Regions from separate parts of the Ovis aries genome. Here region 1 is linked to region 2. Evidence: chromatin contacts called from public Hi-C data. All regions are on one chromosome and are shown on one strand. Each heading gives the region's core, a stretch centred on a gene start, on an enhancer-like site or on the middle of the called end of the contact. The rest is flanking DNA. Distances are from core to core; before and after follow the strand shown. Region 1 overlaps SLC22A23 (solute carrier family 22 member 23). Region 2 has its middle 25 kb from the start of PRPF4B.

Region 1 (3,043 bases), core at 275-2,774, 330 kb before region 2:
TTGTAGCCAGTGGTCGTGAAATGCCCTGTAGGGGATCCCACCGGATGAGGTAGGGAAGACATTCCAGAGGAGGTGTGTTAATGGGGCAACGTCTTTATTTCTGTACATTTACACAGATCCCCCCCGGGGTACAACAGCCGTGACGGCATGCAGGCAGCATGGAAGGCTGGGTCAGGGCCGGGCGAAGCTTTGTGCTGCCAGCAGGCACTCCAGGGGGCCTGTCCACTCACGGGCTGCATGGGTCCCGCCCAGGAGCCTCCAGGTCGGGGCTGTGGGGCACAGAGGGCCCCCCAGCAAGGCCGGCGCGCTGTGTCCCCCCGGCCCGGGGCTGCGTCCTGGCCAGGGTCCCCTCAGTCTTGTGGCCCCTCGGCCCCCTTGTTTGGCTGTAGGAAGTGGTACCTGGGGCAGTACTTCCGCTGCAAGGCCTCATTCTTGCTCTTCTGTGGTCGAACCAGCTCACCAGCCCCTTCCCCCTAGTCGCAAGTGATTAGGCTCTTAGAAAATGAGACATTTAAACTCTTTTACCCTTTGTTTCGGGTGGTAATATGCGGGATATTGGATGAGTTGTTACTGGTTTCTGGAAAAGAACAGAAAGCAGAAGGGTCGCTTGTGTGCCTGACTTGTTGGAAGGGGGTCCTGGCTTCCTGGGGTCGGGATGGGGGTGTGCAGGTTGGCGCTGGAGGCGGCGCTGGGTGGCGCTGGTCTCCCGGGCAGCGGGCATTCAGGTGCCTGAGCAGCATCTCCCTGCTGAGTGCAGAGGACATGGGCGGGGGCCCACGCGTGACCAGAGCCTGGCCAAGCAGGCGGGCCCTGCTGCCTTGCCCACGCGGGTGGGGTCTCGGGGGCTTGGCCCACGGGAGGCTTTTCTGCTTTGTCCCTGCTTCTCAGCTGTTGCTCACAAAACCCGAGCCTGTGCTGCCACAGGCCTCTGCTGGGCAGTGCCGCCCTCACGCCTGCAGGAGCCCAGCTCAGCCAGCTTCTCCAGTCCAGCAGCCGGGCCTGACTGTGACGGGACAGTGCTGACCCCACAGGCCCAGCGTCTACCGCGGTCACCTAAGACGGACAGTCTGGGAGTGGTGTGCGGGGACACCCTGCGGCCTCACGCGTTCCCTAGAGGTCTACACCGCCAGCGGGAGGCCACGCAGGGCCTGGGGCTGCTGCCACAGGTGCAGGCACAGCTGGTGGGTGGGGCCCGGGGACCCCGCTTGCTGTCCCGGGACCTGCACTGTGGGCCTGTCCTGGACCGGGGGGGCCCTGTGCCCAGCATGCGAGAAGGGCTGAGGCACCTCCCAGTTTGCGCAGCAGACAGACAGGCCTGGAGGTGAAGGTGAGTGTGACCCGCCCATGGAAACAGAAGTGAAGTGACTGAGACACAGGAGGGGCTGGAACGCAGGCCTGCGAGTTTGCTTGCTTCCCCACAAAGTTCTCCTGAGCCCACGGCCCCTGCCGGGGTCAGCCAGCCTGTAGGGGCACAGTGAGGGGCAGGGGGGAGACAGGCCGGGGGGTCAGGCGGGGAGCGTGGGGCTTGTGCTCACCTCTTCCCTGGCCGTGGGGGCTGCACCACTGCGCGCTGAAACTTGACTTGCGGCTTCGCGCAGACCCGGGACCACACTCTGCCTGGAAGAACAGCCCACGGCAAAGCCGTGCCCCAGAGCTGGGGGCTGGGCCTTCCAGAGCAGCCCAGGCTGTCCCCAGACGGGTGCCAGAGCTGCGGCAAGACAGTGCCCGCCTGGCTGGCGAGGGTAGCTTCTTGGCCTCCCCTGCGCTGCTTCTGAAACAGCCGCAGACGGGAGCCGAGGGCCTAACCTGGACGGGCGGGAGGCCGAGGCGAGGAACGCGACGCGCGCCCTAGCACAGTGGGCCGGGGCCGGGGCCGGGGCGAGCTCCGGTGGGTTATTGCTTCTCTCGGTCGGCCTCGATGTCCTCCGAGGCTGCGGTCAGGCCCCGCCCGAGGCTCGCTCCTGGCCAGGGGAAGCAGAGGGCACGGCTGGTCCCCCGCAGGCTCCCCGGGGCCTCCAGGCTGGTGATTTCCGTGCGGTGTTAGTTCAGGAAGGAGCCGGTATTCAAGTCGTGCTGCAGAAACGCTGACTGCGAGGCGGCGCGGCGCGGGGGCCTCTCCTGCGGAGCTGCACCGGGAGGAGGGCCCAGCACTGACTCGGGAGGCGAGGCGCTGGCTGCTGGGGAGCGGAGCCGGCAGACCTACGCTGGAAGACCTTGGCGATGTCACCACTCATCATTTACGACTTCCGGTGAAATGGTGATGCTTTTCCCCTGGAAGAGCTTCCGGGTCAAGTATAAAAGGATGATCTCCAAGTAGAGACGAAGCTGGTTTTAATGAGATTGTGAGCTGCTTTTCCTTAACACAGAGCGGAAGTTCTTCCCTTACAGAAAAGACCTTTACAAACCATCACAGAGACTTTAGCAAAACCCTAACCATTCACATCTCAGTCTGAGGAAAGTGCAGCCGTGGGAATGCTCGGGGGCAGGGGCACCCCCCGGGAGCCGGGCTGCGCGGTCCCTGCGCGCGCGCGTCCTTCCCGAGGAGGGGGCTCCGTTTTGAGATCAGTGAAGGGAAGGGAATAAAGTGCTTCTTGTAAAAATGACCAAAATAAATACAAACATTTCATGGCAGAAAAGAAAGTCTCTGAAGGGTCGTCTGCTAGGTCTGCTCCCTCAGACGCGGGCGCTCCTCGAGAGTTTTGCAGTGTCTCCCACCCCCACCCTCGGGTCCCCAGCCTCCGCGGAGCGGGGTCTCCCACGGCCGCGCCCAGCTACATGGGCCGCCCGCCATTGGCCGTGGCGCCGTCAGGCAGCCCGTCGCCTGCGGCAGCCGCGTCGTGCAACCCCGAGTAGTCCTTGAGCTCGGCGTGGGTGGGCAGCAGCGGCTGCTCGCCGCGCCGGGGCGGCAGGAGAGGCTGGCGCGTGTAGTGCTCGCCGTCGGGGATGCTCTCGGGCAGACTCTGGCCCCGGCTCTCGGGCAGCAGCAGGAGGCAGATGATACAGATGAGCGTGCAGCAGGCGAAGATGACGTGGTGCAGGAAGT
Region 2 (2,969 bases), core at 382-2,881:
ATGCTATTTTAGCAAGCACTTGAAAGGAAGTCTGAAGCCAGGCTGGCCATTTCCAGAGGCAACTGGTAGCTTTCCCCCTTGCCTCCGGGCTCCCCTAGGCAAGGGCTGGTGAGGGTGCCAGCTGCCGTGGGTGCCCAAGGGGCATCCACCCTTCCCTGTGCCACGAACCTCTGGCTGGCAGGCTCAGCAGTCAGCGGGGTCCTGCCCTGGACACACGGCTCAGGAAAGCCTTTCAGGCTGCCGACCACCCTAAGGAAGGGGGTGATGCAGCTGTGCTGCGAACTCACTGGGACCCTGTGCTCCCTGCAGGCGCAAGGCAGACATTCCAGGCTGTCAGGGGAGCGGGCTGAAGCTTTGCAAGCTGACAGCATGGCTGCAGAATCGATCCGACCCACCTAGGTCCCCGCCTCTCTGGGCTGGTTTGTGATGGTACAGGCGTGTTGCAAACACAGCGCCCATCTGGCCCCACGGAAGTCTACATCCGCTCCTGTGAACTCTTTCTCCCACTCACAATGTGGCCTGTGTGCAGATGGGAAGCGACCCCGAGATGTGGAGAGTCATGCTGGGACCAGCCGAGGGGAAGGCATGGGGACCCAGGGACCCCGCGAGGCTGAAAGCCGAGATGTGTCTGCAGTCCTCAGGTTCACGCGTGTATCTTTGTTTTCTGGTGTTTCCTGCACCTGTGGCCTGAGGCTTGGGGAGAAAGCTGAGACTCTATTTCCTGTTTCCAGGGAAAGAGAAAGCCCATCAAGCAAATGATTCTAGTTTCAATTCCAACCACGGGAGGGGATTCTATGTGCAGCATCGGGCCTGGGCCTGAGCCTCATGGGCTACTTATCCAGTGAACAGTCCTGTAAATAATAACCCGGCAGCCAGTCTCTGACACCTGCCACATCCTGTAGGCTTCGAAAACTGCTTCCAGACACATCAGACTTTGTCTTTTCAGTATTGTTACAAAGCGAAGGCGAGCTGTGTGAGATTGCTGATTCCTAGCACACGTCACATGGAACAGTCACAGGGAAGGGACGCCTTGCTCCGCACGTGGCCAGAGGGCACCCCCTCTGGCCCCGCTCAGCCTGTCACATGCTCCTGGCTCGAACCACAGCCTCTGCGCCTGCGAGGCCGTCTCTGGTTTGGAGCCTGTGGCCTCTCCGGGCAGCGATGCCCCAGATGGACCAGCGGAAGAGAGACCATGGCGTCGGGCAAGTACACTTGCCCAGTGTTCTTATCTGTGTCCAGGAAGGGCCCCACTGTTTTCTCTGAGGAGTGCCCTGAAGGAAAACAGCGCTTCTTGCTTCTTAATAGCTAAGCAGCTGGAGAAAAACCCAACGATTTCTGCCTTTGCAGCAGTGTGCTTCTCTGGGAAACACAGAGAAACAGAGACATTCTTGCCAACTGTCCTGGAAACCCGACCTTCTGCTGTGTCCTGGTGTCAGGCAGATACAGACTCGACTTCCTAAAGTCCAGCTGCCTGGCTCAGATCGCATCCTCCCACCACCTCGGGCGACTGGCACTTTTGCAGAGGTGACAGCTGTTTGGAATACCTCCGTTTAGCCCACATGAGTTTTACATGTTTCCACAGGACAGCAGGCTCCTCCTTCCTTCCCAGTGTGTTGATGACACGTGAGCAGGAAATGCAGAGTCAGAGGCCCTGGCTCCCAGCCTGGCCCCGCCACAGACTCACTGCAGAGTCTCCTGAGCCATTGCTTCCACGTCTGCAAATTAGGGGTCCAAAGAATGCCTCCTTCAGAGAAGTCCAGGACTTTTAAATATATGAAAAAATATATATGGGAGAGTTCCGGAGAAACTCTAAGACCAAAATATATTACCGAGCTAGGAAACACGGCCGGTGCAACTTGTCCTCACAATGAAGAGAAAAAAATGACTGCAGTGCACTTTCCCGCCCCGAGCAAGGGGTTCGTGAATAAGAACTAGCTAGCAGGATCGGACGCTGCAGGGATTCAGAACTGCTGAAGGATGGGCCAGAGAATGGGGGAGAGGAAGAGGTGAGATCTTAGTTAACTTATAAAAAAAGGAAACCATGCAGATATATGAGCTTTAAGACACACGTAAGAGCGTGACAGAGTAAGCACAGCTCGGGTCAGGAGAAGGAGCGAGGCAGTGAAGGACAGGAAGGGCGTTGCTTCCTGCGGCCTGTCCGGCCCGGAGGCCGGGACCGGTCACCTGGGCCCACTTTTCCTCCCCGGCTAGACTGCAGGTGCTAGAGGGCAGGAGCTGTCAGGGCGGGGCCTGCCTAGGGCCCAAGTGCACGGCCGGCGGCGCGGTGACTGCTCTGCAGACAAGCACAGACGCTTTGGTCCAAGGTCACGCTGCAGAGCGAAGAGGAAAGTCCGGGTAGCCGTCGACCACGTCTGCAAGGTCTTGTCCAGCGAGCTGGGCCGCAGCTGCTAGAGAGAAGGCGCCTCCGGGTCGGCCAACCACCGAGGCTCGGCCCTACCAGCTGGCCCCCGCCTCGCGGTCAGCTGTGGGGAAGGCCCGCGCCTCCCGGGCAGCTCTCTCCCTGCCCTCCTCCGCACGCCCCTGGGTCTGCCCTCTCCTGGGTCCAGCAAGGGGTGTCCCTCGCAGAGGAGCCGGGGCAGAAGGAGCACAGCGTGTTTGCCTGCTGCCCTGGGGCCTCCTCTGGGTTTCATCACCGCAAACCTCCTCCCTCTCTGGACGCAGGCAGGGAGGAGCCAGGCCTGCCTTTGCCCCTTAAACATCTCCAGCGACTGCAGCGTCAGACTGCCCTCCCAGGTGCTGGCGAGTCACCTGGGGAGGAAGGTGCCCCCTCTCCTGTCCACAGAATCCTGAAACACAGATGCCGCCAAATTCCCCTCTCCCCATGGCCCAGTGCCAGGGAAAAACAGGCTCTATTTTCACTGAGAGGTCTTTAAAAATAGGGAAGGAGACAGGAGAAGGGTGGATTAAGTGACCTCTGGAACTCCAGGCCGGGCGCAGGAAATCCTGGC

What was found. Hi-C and Micro-C count contacts between places; a contact is called where the count stands out from the background.
Region 1: a contact with region 2 is called in a Hi-C map of retroperitoneal adipose tissue, with 5 times the contacts expected there. The contact joins two enhancer-like sites. A contact is called at or near these places in 6 of 16 Hi-C or Micro-C datasets (hypothalamus, mixed tissues, omental adipose tissue and 2 more).

What each region holds. Positions count from the first base shown.
Region 1 is chr20:49,577,327-49,580,369 of ARS-UI_Ramb_v3.0, reverse strand. SLC22A23 (solute carrier family 22 member 23) reads right to left here. Exons shown (of 12, transcript XR_009597686.1): 11 at 1,536-3,043; 12 at 78-577. Among named protein-coding and RNA genes, the nearest start is that of PSMG4, 7.1 kb to the left of the region's middle. Within about 2 kb of position 1,524, at least 1 of the 54 cell types and tissues checked has an H3K27ac peak or open chromatin away from gene starts, as enhancers often do.
Region 2 is chr20:49,252,108-49,255,076 of ARS-UI_Ramb_v3.0, reverse strand. No RefSeq gene overlaps it. Among named protein-coding and RNA genes, the nearest start is that of PRPF4B, 25 kb to the right of the region's middle. Within about 2 kb of position 1,631, at least 11 of the 54 cell types and tissues checked have an H3K27ac peak or open chromatin away from gene starts, as enhancers often do.